2 separate regions of the Sus scrofa genome follow, and region 1 is linked to region 2. The links are chromatin contacts, called in public Hi-C maps. All regions are on one chromosome and are shown on one strand. The core of a region is the stretch at or near the end of the contact, and the rest is flanking DNA. Distances in the headings are between cores, read along the strand shown. Region 1 overlaps VDR (vitamin D (1,25- dihydroxyvitamin D3) receptor). Region 2 overlaps ENDOU (poly(U)-specific endoribonuclease).

Evidence for each region. A called contact is a pair of places that touch in the nucleus more often than the background predicts.
Region 1: a Hi-C map of retroperitoneal adipose tissue shows a contact between it and region 2, with 2.1 times the contacts expected there. The contact joins two enhancer-like sites. A contact is called at or near these places in 1 of 5 promoter capture datasets (liver), 29 of 47 Hi-C or Micro-C datasets (adipose tissue, alveolar macrophages, blood and 15 more) and 2 of 2 datasets of contacts at active chromatin or transcription factors (alveolar macrophages and skeletal muscle).

Annotation. Positions count from the first base shown.
Region 1 is chr5:78,212,530-78,218,861 of Sscrofa11.1, reverse strand. VDR (vitamin D (1,25- dihydroxyvitamin D3) receptor) reads left to right here. Exons shown (of 10, transcript NM_001097414.1): 7 at 1,598-1,769. Among named protein-coding and RNA genes, the nearest start is that of HDAC7, 30 kb to the right of the region's middle. Within about 2 kb of position 4,946, at least 10 of the 83 cell types and tissues checked have an H3K27ac peak or open chromatin away from gene starts, as enhancers often do. A contact at or near this core is called in adipose tissue, alveolar macrophages, fetal liver and 2 more, where this site is marked.
Region 2 is chr5:78,077,254-78,083,125 of Sscrofa11.1, reverse strand. It overlaps ENDOU (poly(U)-specific endoribonuclease), which reads left to right. Exons shown (of 11, transcript XM_021092594.1): 3 at 1,732-1,803; 4 at 2,296-2,430; 5 at 3,076-3,247; 6 at 4,116-4,315. Among named protein-coding and RNA genes, the nearest start is that of ENDOU, 10 kb to the left of the region's middle. Within about 2 kb of position 2,300, at least 39 of the 83 cell types and tissues checked have an H3K27ac peak or open chromatin away from gene starts, as enhancers often do. A contact at or near this core is called in adipose tissue, alveolar macrophages, fetal liver and 2 more, where this site is marked.

The DNA.
Region 1 (6,332 bases), core at 3,697-6,196, 130 kb before region 2:
CCAGTCTGCATGTGATACATTGGTCTGTACTTCAACTTTTAATGGTTTTATTTAGAAGTTTTGACTCCCTCTCATTGGTTAATTTGAGGAGCTCCCCCCTCCGCCATGGTATGTTCAATGTAGCATATGTTTATTTAAAAATTCAAACTAATTAACATTTTTTATTTTTTTAATTATTATATGAAGGTAATACATGTTCATTATAGACATTCAGAAAATAGAAACTAAATTATGTAGATTACATATATTATATAATCTTTCATCACACCACCCCAAAATAATCACTACTGACACTACGATATATCTTTTTCCCAAGTTTTAATACATATGTATATTCAGAAATGGAATCATGCCATACTTAGCCTGCCAACTTGCTTTTTTCTCTTAATAGTGTATTATGTCATATTTTCATGCCATCCACTACACGCCTAGAGTATAATTTTTAAAGACTGCTTAGTATTCTGCAGTATAATGTACAATAACATATCTAAATCTCCTCTCCTTGGATACGTGGATTTTTCTTTTTCCCAGCTTGTTATTAAGTGAACAGCATGCTGGTGGCTAAATATTTGCACTTGCTCTGAACTTTTCCTTGTGCTGAATTCATGGAAGTAGGATTACTGGTCATAGTGTGTACATAGTTGTAGGCTTTGGACCCTCATGGTCCAATAACTTTCCAGATTACTTACACAAATTTATGCCTCCTTTAGTACACCAGCACTGCACAAGGATTGCCTGATTCCCTGCATCTTTACAAATACTGGTATCAACATTGAAAGGAACTTGTGGAGTTCCTGCTGTGGCACAGTGGGTTATGAATCCAACTGCAGCGGCTTGCAGAGGTGTGAACTGGCACAGTGGGTTAAAGGGTCCAGCATGGCTGCACCTGAGGCTCAGATTCAATCCCTAGTCTGGGAACTTCCATATGCTTTGGGTGCGGCCATAAAAAAATAATAAAAATAAATGCACTTGTTTCTAGTTTAAGGATGAAAAGTAGATGCTCTACTTGGCTGTTCGTTGGTTACTACTGAGGTTGAACATTGTTCTCCACAAGTGTATTCGTCCAAATTCTTTTTTTTTTTTTGGCTTTATTTTAGGGCCGCACCCACAGCATACAGAAGTTCCCAGGCTAGGGGTCGAATCAGAACTGTAGCTGCCAGCCTACACCACAGCCACAGCAACTTGGACCTAAGCCGCGGCTGCCGCCTACACCACAGCTCATGGCAACGCCGGATCCTTAACCCCCTGAGTGAGGCCAGGGATCAAGCCTGTGTCCTCATGGTTATTAGTCGGGTTCATTACCACTGAGCCACAGTGGGAACGCTGGTCCAAATCCATCTTTGATTTGAAGTCATTAGGAACACTGGGTAAAGTCATAGCTTGCAGAAGTCTTGTATCTCAGAGGGTCTCTGACCTTGATTTTCCCACCACATTCTGCTGAAGAAAGACACAGGAACCCTAGAGGGAAGACTGGGCTGAAGCGACCGTGAAGGGATTCCCAGCCAGCTCTGCAGCCAGGGTGCAGGACGTCCTCACAGATCCCAGCAGGAGCGAGCCTGGCTCAAGTAGTTCTTTCTTGTCCTTCATCCTTCCCCAGACACGATGGAGCCAGCCAGCTTCTCCCACCTGGATCTGAGCGAAGAAGACTCTGATGACCCTTCTGTGACCCTGGACCTGTCCCAGCTCTCCATGCTGCCCCATCTGGCTGACCTGGTCAGTTACAGTATCCAAAAGGTCATCGGCTTTGCCAAGATGATCCCAGGGTTCAGGTAAGGAGCTTCTGGGACATCCAGGGAAGAGTCAGAATCCTAGATGGAGGCAGAAGAAGGCTCAGAAATTACCAATCTACTGCTTCCCAAAATAGAGTCTCAGGTCCTACTCTAGACCTAAATCAGAATCTCTTCGTTAGGCCCAGGAATCTGTATTTAAGCAGTGCAGTCCAGGAGTTCCCACTGTGGTATAGCAAGGTAAGGATCTGGTGTTGTCTCGGCAGTGACTTGGGTTGCTGCTGAGGCACAGGTTCGATCCCCTCCCTGTGCAATGAATGGGTTAAGGATCTGGTGTTGCCACAGCCATGGTGTAGGTTGCAGCTTACAGCTTGGATTCCATTCCTAGCTTGGATTTGATCCCTAGCCAGGGTTGGGCAGGAAGACTTGTAAAGTAATTTAGAGGGAGACGAACTTTCTGGCGTATATAACCTGGGCATCTTTCATCCAATTTATCCCTCATCCAAGGCTGTTTCCTAATCATACCGAGATCTTTTTGCCAAAGTAGATAAGTATAAGGAGTTCTACTTGAGTCAAGACCCTCTCTTACGGAGTTCCCGTCATGGCGCAGAGGTTAACGAATCCGACTAGGAACCACGAGGTTGCAGGTTCAATCCCTGGCCTCACTCAGTGGATTAAGGATCCAGTGTTGCCATGAGCTGGATGCAGCTCAGCTCTGGCTTTGCTGTGGCTGTGGCTTAGCCTGGCAGCTGTAACTGGGAACCTCCATACTCTGTGGGTGTGGCCCTAGAAAGCCAAAAAAAAAAAAAGACCCTCTTATAGATTCAGTCATACAAGTTTCATTCATTCATTCAAATGTTTTACTGTTTTGGTAATAATGGCATATATAATATATTAAATAGTCATGCAGTGTTAAATATTCTTTTTTTTTTTTTTTTTTTTGTGGCCACCCCATGCCATGTGGAAATTCCCAGGCCAGGGATTGAACCTGTATACCAGAGCAGTGACCCAAGCTGCTGCAGTGACAATGCTGGATCCTTAACCCTCTGTGCCACAAGAGAACTCCTAAATATTTTTAAAAATACTTAAAAGTTGCCACTTTTAGCAGATATATTGGTAGACAGTTGTATCTTTATGTATATTCATAGCTTCATTCTTTCTAAAAGTTCATGTAGAACATTGTCATAAAATACTTACACAGTGTGGTTGAGAAATAGAAATAAATTAATATCAAGCAATAGTCTCATCATTTCCAGTAGTAGCAATAGTCGCAGTTGTGGCAGAAGAGGCAGAAGGCTTCCTCAAGACTGATGCTCAGATTCAGTGCTAGAATACTAGGAGCTGGAAAATGATTGACATTGGCCCACTCTGAATGAAAACTAGTATGAGGGACCATTTATCATGTGGGGACTCTCTGCTGTGTGGGAAAGCCATCGGCCACTGTCTAAATTGCCGCATTGCCAGCTAGACGATGGTAATTCACAGAGCTAAACCCAGTACTTCTCAGTTTGTTTCTGTCCTGAGACAACTTGCTCTGTGTTATTTTATGCCTCGCATGCATTCAAACACCAGGAATGTGCCAGTGCTCTTTCCTGGAATGAATGCAAAAATTGTAAAGGAGAGAAAAACGTTCAGCATTGTTGAGACTCCGCTCATTCTGCGTGGCACGTTTTGGTTGCAGCAAAGGGAGCAAAGGCCACTTTGGCAGGCAGAACGGGTGTCATCTGTGAGGTCAGCATCGCACTGGGCCTGGGATTTACCCTCCAGAGCCTTTCCTTGGAGCTGATGACACATTCTGTTTAGCACAGGTTCCAAGTCCCTCCCCCACTCTTCACGTTACTGTTTGCAGACGGCTCGTGTTCCAAAGCCTCGTTTTGTGTCAACATCTAGAGAAAAAAACACTTCAAGGTGCTGGTGGATACACAACAGCCGGCGGCTCCCATCCTGATTCAAGGAGAAGCAGTGCTCTACACCCAGGGTTCATCCCACCTTGTCTAGTGGGGCGCTGGACCAGAGGGCACCTGAGGCCCAGCTCAGATGCTGCGGTTCGGGGATTCTGAGTGGTGGCTGGGATCCAAAGTACCCCAGCGCAGCGCCCTCCGCTAAGTAAACGGAACCCCAGTTTTTCTCTTCGCCCCCATTCTCATACCCTTGCACCCGCAGCACTATCTGCCCCTCTCTTCTTCTCCCCAAGGATGAGCTGAAATCTCTTTCCTTCCCTTCAGGCCTCACTCACCAGAGTTCCCTGGTCTAGCCGTGCCGTCATGGCCAAAACGAGGTCTCTAAGAGCACCTGCTGGAGCCAGCCAGCTCTTGAGGCAAAATCAATTAAATCGATCTAAACAAGCTGGATTGGCTTTTCTCGCTTCAGCCTGACTTGAGAAGTCCCACAGTGGAATGATTCCTAGTAAAAGTGGAGCAGGCCTTAGCAAGAGCTCTGGGGATGGGGTGGAGTGGCGGGGGTGGGGGGTGAGGACACTGACGCAGACGCTCTGTGACCTCGTGGAGCTGATGCTGTACCAGGACTGGGGCCAGAGCCCAGGCTCCTTGGAGGACCCAGGCGGGGCCAGCCCAACAGCTCTCTGGTTCTGCCGGTTTCTGCACTTAGAGGTTCTGTGTTTCCAAGAAGTGAAAGAACAGTGGTTGCGTCCCTGGTGGCTTTGATCTTGCTGCCTAGAGGCGGGGGTGGAGGGTGTGGGGAGGGCAGGATGAGACTTCTGTGTGGGAGAGTGGGAGCGGGGTGGGAGTACGGGGTGGGATGAGGCTCCAGGGCGGGCATGGGACCAAAGTGGGGTGGGACTGGATGGGCTGTGCTGGGTGTCAACGGCCCTGTGGTGTGGCCTTGGCCCTGCTCCTGCCTCCGACCTCTTCCCCCTCGGCCTCTCAGTCTGGCAGCCCCCCAAGCCTCCCCACCTCAGTCCCGCAAGAGAAATGCAGGGAGGAGGTGGTGCAGGAGCAGTCGTGGATCTCAGAGCATGGAACCACAGTGTTCACTGCCCAGACTGGTGCAGGAGATACCACAGAGGGCTAAAGGCCTCCAACCCCACTGCCATTTCCATCCCCAGAGACTCCTGCCTCTGTCAAAGGCCTGGGGTCATAGCGCTTCCCTCCGCCTCTGCCCTTTCCTCTATTTATTTGCTCATCGATCCAGCAATCAGCTTGCTTATATAAACTGGGAGGGAAGAAAGCTGCCTCGGACAGCCTCTGGCCTCCGGAGGGTCAGCGTCTGATGGAAGAGAGAGGCCTGTGAGCGGCTGTGGTGACAAGATTAGGGCAGTGAGAGACGCCTGTTAGAGGCACAGACAGAATGCAGGCCATGGAGGGAGGGGGGAAGCCTTGCCTGGGATGGGGGAGGGGAGACAAGCCCGCATTCCCAGAGCGTGTGGCAGGTGCCCAGAAGCAGCGGCAGGGGTGAAAACCTATGAGGAGGTCCAGGGAGGAGGCCCAGAGCCCGAGCCAGTGTCCATTACAGCAGGAAACTTCTCTGACTGGATTCCCCTTTGGCTCCACCTCTGCCCCCAACCCACCACCAGTCTCAGTTCTGGCTTCGAGCTGGCTCGTAGAAATTCCCTGTATTTCCAGCCCATGGGTAGTAATTTGAGGTTGTTCTAGGTTGGCTTTCATAGCAGGAGTATGTCTGGATCACAGCAGCCAGTGAAATCTCTCTGGCCAAACACGCATGGGATATTCGTTCATTTCTGGCCATCCGTTTTGAGGGGGCCCTTGAACAAAAGGTTACGTATAAAGATATTCCTCACAGAATTACTTATAATAGCAAAACTTCAAAGCAGCCCAAATACCCCAAAGTAAGTGACTGGGAGATTGATAAATAACTTATAGAGTGTGTTGATATAACGTGATGCAACCCACCATGAACTAACGTAGGAAGTGAGACACAGGGTCACTGTGACCTCCTACATGTTAAGAAAGAGATATTTGCGGAGTTCCCGTTAGGGTTCAGCGGATTAACAACCCAACTAGTAAAAAGAGGATGCGGGTTCGATCCCTGGCCTCACTCAGGGGTTAAGGATCCAGAGCTGCCGCAAGCTGTGGTATTGGTTGCAGGTGTGGCTCGGATCTGGCGTTGCTGTGGCTGCGGTGTAGGCTGGCAGCTGTAGCTCTGATTCGCCCCCTAGCCTGGGAACTTCCCTATGCTGCCTGTGCAGCTCTAAAAGGAAAAGAGAGAGAGAGAGATTTGCATAAAAAACAGGAAGAAAATAAACCAGAATGTTCATCATGGTTTTGAGCAATTTTTATTTGTTTTCATTTTCTGCAAAGATTTAATAATCGAATGTTTTACTGTATAATGAATTAAAACCCAAAGAAGGGTGATGTTAGTTTTTCTTTTTCAAGTGTGGATTGAAGAGTTCTCTTGTGGTGCAGTGGGTTAAGGACCCAGCATTGTCACTGCAGTAGCTTGGGTCACTGCTATGGTATGGGTTCGATCCCTGGCCTGGGAATTTCACATGCCACGGGCATGGCCAAAAAAACAAAAACAAAATGTGGACTGAGCGCCCAGAAAAAGGTGGCAAGGATGGCAAGACGTCATCAGGGCTATTTATCCCAGGAAAGATGCCAAGAGGAAATAGTGTCTTTCTTTAAATGG
Region 2 (5,872 bases), core at 1,051-3,550:
GACAGAAACCTTGCTAAATTCACTGTCAAACTATATGCCCTGACGCCCAGTTTGGAAAACATGGTCAGCTGAAGCCACGGCAGGCAATGGCCAGCAAGACCACTGGCATGGTTGTGCAGGTTGGGCACTGCACAAGGTCCCCCAGCTGAGAAGGTGAGTTGGAGCAAAGATGACTCTTGTACCCCTCTCACCAAGCTGTGTGTCTTGGTGAAGAGCTGTGTCTGCTGAGAGAAAAGAGTACTTTTTCTTAATTTGCCCAAGAGTGGTCTACAGTGGCTGGCTCTGCTAATCCAGCCATGTGCCCTCAGAGCTGCTTCCACCCAAAGGAATGCTGATTCAATTTATAGGAAAACACCATACATCCCAGCAGAAGTTCAGCTGATCAGGCCTAGGTAGGGAAACCCAGGCCCAGAGCTCAATGCCAGAATCAGAGTTGCCCCATCTTCTGCTGCCCTGGCCCCCATTCAGCAGACATGGGAAGTCCTGTCACCTGGGACCATGAGGTTGGCATTTTAAGATAGAGATGATAAGCAGCCCAGGAGCCAGTTCATCACTAAGTCTCTGATTTGCCACTCAATCTTTTTCCCATAGAAAAAAATATTATAAATGATGGTTGAGACTCTAGATCAGCTCGCCTAAGTCTATTTTGAGTAAGATGTGGTGGAGTTAAGAACCCGGTGGATTGTCAGCCCTTAAAACACAGCCTGGCAGAAAACAAGGGGTCAGATGTTTGTTGACTGAAGAAATAACCTGCCCCCACGGTTGTGATGGTAATAACACTATCTGGTTAATGCAGTGACATTCTGAAGCACCTTGTAATAGTGGGGTTTGGTGGGGGGAGGGGTGGAATGTATTTCACTCTGTGCTGAGAGAGAAGCATCCCTTCCTCTTCCTGCCCACCCCCACTCCCATTCCACCCTTCTCTGCCCAGAGCCAAGGCTGCAGTCACTCAGCCTGGAGTGGGGCAAAGGAATGGGGCAGCAGGAGTTCTCTTGAGGTGCAGTGGGTTAAGGATCTGGTGTTGTCACTGCTGTAGCTTGGGTTCTGTCCCTGGCTCAGGAACTTCCAGATGCTGCAGGTGTAGCCAAAAAAAAAAGAAAAAAAGAAAAAGAAAGAAAAGAAAAAGAAAAAGAAATGGGGCAGCAACAGGAATGTGCTTTTCTGAACACGCCTTCCCTCCAAACACAGCCTTTGTGGCCATTGCCAAGTGCGACTGTGAAGAAAGAAGGGAAGTCGGTATCTCAGGAAACAGTCCTTATTCCATGAGGCCCGGGAGGAGTTCACCCCTGACTCTGACCGGGAGTTATTAGAGGTGAGGGCTGTTCCTAAGCGAGGGCCTTGGCCTTGAGGTTGGAGCCTGCTTACCTAGCAATTTACATTACAGAAAAGTCATGCCCGCCTCAGAGATGTCCAGCCAAAGGGCCACCTCCTGCCACAGGCCCCCACCCGCTTTTTACAGACAAGCACCCTGAGTACCGCAGGGTACATGGCAGGGAGGGCTGTCGCCTGGGGATGTTCCTTCCCTTCTGAGAATGGATTTCAATCCCCCTCTGTCTCACATTGTCAGTTTTTCTCCTCCTCCACCTGGTGCTTGTTCATTGTACCCTAGCCCCAGTTTTGTAGGTTCTTCCACTGCACGTGCCTGTCCCCAAGGCCGAGAGGACTGAGAATCAGGGATAAAGAGGAGGGACCCCTGGGGACAGGTGGTGACTTGACTTCTCTGACCTACAGCTGAAGAGGACCCCAAAGATCCAGAGCCATTCCTGGAGCTGGAGGAAGAGGCTGAGGGGGCCCCAGCCAGCAGTGAGTCTGCCTTCGGAAAAGGGGGGCCTTTGGGATAAGGACTCAGGACTCGAGTGGGTGACAAGGGAAGGGGGGCAGCCGTGCTGGCGGCAACAGGCCCAGGCCAAACCAGACAGACCCCAAAAATCCATCACCTGGCAGTGGGGAGGAGGGCTCGCTGGAGTCTTAGGGTCTGGGTGGGAGGAAGCCCCTGGGGCCCTCAGTAACCTGGAGGGTAGGCAGGAAAGAGCCTGAGGTTTTATTTTTAGAGAGGGACGATTATAAAAACAACAGGCCCGAAAGTAGAGTTGGGCACCAGAAAGGACTTCCTGACCGTGAAGGGCGTGCACCCATGAAGCTTGTTTGTTTTCCTTCCCTGAAGTTCTTTAATAGGAAGCGGCAGGAGAGCGAGGCTCGGGGGAGGCAGGGGACGGCGGGGGCGGGCGGGGAACCGGCGGGACGCAGCGACCCCTAGAGGCCGGCCCGGGACACTCCTCCTCCCTGTCCGCTCAGACTTATACTCCGCACCCGACTCCTGCCATGGCCGCTGCTGGGAAGCCTTCGACAAGCACCACCCGTGCCACTGTAATGCCCGCTGCCGGGAGTTTGGAAACTGCTGCGAGGATTTCGAGAGCCTGTGTGGCCATGGTCAGTCTCCTGCTCCCTTTCGCATAGCCCCAGAGACAGAAGGACCCTCTCTACGTGTGGTCCCGGGACCAGCAGCATCAGCAGCATCTGGAACTTTATTAGAAATGGAAACTCGGAGTTCTGGTTGTGGCTCAGTCGTTTAGTGTCCGCGACGATGCGGGTTCGACCCCCAGCCTCGCTCCGTGGGTTGAGGGTCTGGTGTTGCTGCAAGCTGCAGAGTAGGTCACAGACGCAGCTGGGATCCCCTGTTGCCTTGACTGTGGTGTAGGCAGGCAGCTGCAGCTCGGATTCCACCCCTAGCCTGGGAAAAGAGACGGAAACTCTAGGGCTCATCCCAGACCCATTAAATCAGAAAGTCTGTCGGGGGCGGGGGACCAGTCTGCTCTCACAAGCATTCCAGGGTTCACGCCCAAGTGAGAGAACCTTCCAGAAGGCAGGGGGCTGTGTGGATATTTTGTGGACATTCTGTGGGCAAGGCCATGGGCTATTTTAAGGATCCTTTAGGCCCTAGGCCCCTGCCCTGCAATCACTAGGGTGCCTGATTGCAGCCCCTCTCCCCCACTGCTGGCTTTTGGAAGGTTCCCAGGAGAGGATGCCCCCAGCCTCCCTTGGGCTCTGAGATACCCCTCCCCCAATTCCTCCCAGAGGGTTTCTCGCACAGCAGCGATGCCATCACCAAGGAGGAGCTGCGGAGCATCTCTGAGAAGATCTACAGGGCAGACACCAACAAAGCCCAGAAGGAAGACATCATTCTCAATAGCCAAAACCGCATCCCGCCCTCGGAGACCAGAGACCAAGTGGACCGCTGCCCAGAGCCGTGAGTTCCATTTGTGCCTCTGCAAAATCTCTCCCCCACTTTGCTGCTTCTTTTTTTGGCCACACCTGCAGCATATGAAAGATCCTGGGCCAGGGATCTAGGGATCGAATCCAAGATGCAGCCGCGACCTATGCCACAGCTGCGGCAATGCCAGATCCTTAATCCAGTGCACCTGGCTGGGGATTGAACCTGGATCTCCACCGTGAGTAGAACTGCTACAGTCAGGTCCTTAATCCAACAAGCCACAGTGGGAACTCCCTGGCTTTGCTTCTTTTGGTGCCTGAAGGCAGGCAAGATCAAAGGGAAAGGGACAAAATAGGTCTCCAGAGACAGACAAAGCCATCTTGAGGGCCTGTGGGGACCCACTGGGGAGCTTCTGGGATTGGCTGGGCTGAAGATAGAACTGGCCTTCCCAGAAATGGAGTGGAAGAAAAGAGCAACCTCACAGGAGTTCTTGCTGTGGCACAGCGGAAACGAATCTGACTAGGAACCATGGGGTTGCGGGATCGACCTCTGGCTTTGCTCAGTGGGTTAAGGATCCGGCGTCGCCATGAGCTGTGGTGTAGGTCACAGACACAACTCGGATGCTGCGTTGCTGTAGCTGTGGTGTAGGTCGGCAGCTGTAGCTCTGATTTGACCCCTAGCCTGGGAACCTCCATGTGCTGCGAGGGAGGCCCTAAAAAGCAAAAGACAAAAAAGAAAAGACCAACCTCATGCGTTGTCCCCAAGAGTATCTCAAGTCCCCCCACCAGCCTCTGACCCAACCCTCGCACGCTGCCCTGCCCTCTGTATCTGGACGTTCCTGGATGGGTTCTGCTCCGTGTCCAGCATCCAGGCCTCTGACTGCGCTTCCCCCCACCTCTCCCAGGCTCTTCACCTACGTCAATGAGAAGCTCTTCTCCAAGCCGACCTACGCAGCCTTCATCAACCTCCTCAACAACTACCAGCGGGCCACGGGCCGCGGGGAGCACTTCACAGCCCAGCAGCTGGCTGAGCAGGACACCTTCCTCAGGGAGATCATGAGCACGGCTGTCATGAAGACGCTCTACGGCTTCCTCCACCAGCAGAGTGAGTGGGGCAGGAGCCTCCTTCCCCAGGCCCTGCGCCCAAAGCTGGCCATGCTGGGGGTGGGGGTGGGGGCAGTGTATCTCTGGGCGGGGACAGGGAAGGGGCCAGAGAGGAGCCCAGAGGCAGGAACTGAAGACTCCTCCGTCTGCTTTGGAAGCCACCCCCACCCTATCTTTGGACCTCATCTTAGCCACCTCGTTTACCCCCCACTCGCTGCCTCAGTCTCAGGGTTCCCGGAAGGCCACAAGTCGCCCCACTCTCCTCCAGGGCACTTTTCTGCCACCTCAGTGGATCCCAGAGTCAGCACCACTTTCTCTCTTGCCTCTGCTCCCTCCTCCGGCACTAAGTCCAGCAAGGAGGCTGGCCCCCTCCACGTTTTTGCTGGGGAAGCAGCAACAGAAAATCAACACAGGTTCGGAGGGGGACGTTCTACCCGGAAGGGTTCTGGTTGGAGCGACTCCAGATAGAGATACGTTTGAATCAGACCAAAAAAGGTTTGGGCCGCAGGAGTTCTTGGCACGGGCCGTGTTTGTGAGTGTCCGCCAGATTCCTTTCCTGAACTCCAGGCCGCTGGGCCTTGCCTGGGGGTGGTTCCGTCCAGGTCTTCCCTTGCCGGCCGTGGGGTCGCCTCTGCTCAGCGCCGCTGTATTGCATCCTCCTGTGGCCCCGTTAGGCATTGGTAACCCTGTTTTTAGGTAAAACCGGTGACACTCGAGCGAGCCCTGGGAAGAGGGTGTGATCCTACACCGCCCCCTGGTGTCCTTTATAGTGAACAACAAGAGGATCTTGGAGGTGGAGACTGAGCCCTGGTCCATCAGCCACCCCATCTTCACCTCTGTCCCCGTCCAAATCCCACTTATCCTTCGAGTTCTAGCTCAGATCCCACTGAATTTATGAAGCTGCTTCTACTGCAGTTGGCACACAGCTGACTTTCAGTGTATCTCCGGAGGTCAAGGGCTTGGGGTGTGTCCCCAAAATAGCCTTGGGCCAGAGAGACTTAGTTTCACTCGCTAATGATGCATATGACCCTGGGCCATTAGACCCTCAGACCTTCTCTGTGAAATGGGGTCTCGCGGGATTAATGCATGTAAAGCACTCATTGGAAAGCCTGGCACCCAGTAAGTGGTAGCCACTCAGCATGTGAAACTGTTCTCTGTTATTCCGTGTATTTTTAGTATTGCTTTCCAACTGTGCTGTAAGTCCTTGAGAGGAAGGAATGTGCCTGGTATCTCTTTTGTGCCTTCCACACACAATTCTGGGCAGTGAACCACGGATATTTGATGGCTCCCTCATTCAGGTCCCCGGCCCTGACCCTTCTCTTGGTCCCAATGGCCTTTCCATCAGCTCCACCTGGCTGGCTAACTGCCCCCTCCTCAGTCTTTCCCAGCTCATAATGACCCCATCATTCATCCAGGTGCTCAGGCCAAAAGCCCAGGAGCAATTCTTCTGTTTACCTCACCGCTTCCCATCCCCCTTTCCTCCACCCGGAACATCTGTCACTTCCAGCTTCAAAATCTATCTGGGAATCTGCTCACTTCTCACCCCTCCCCCACGGCT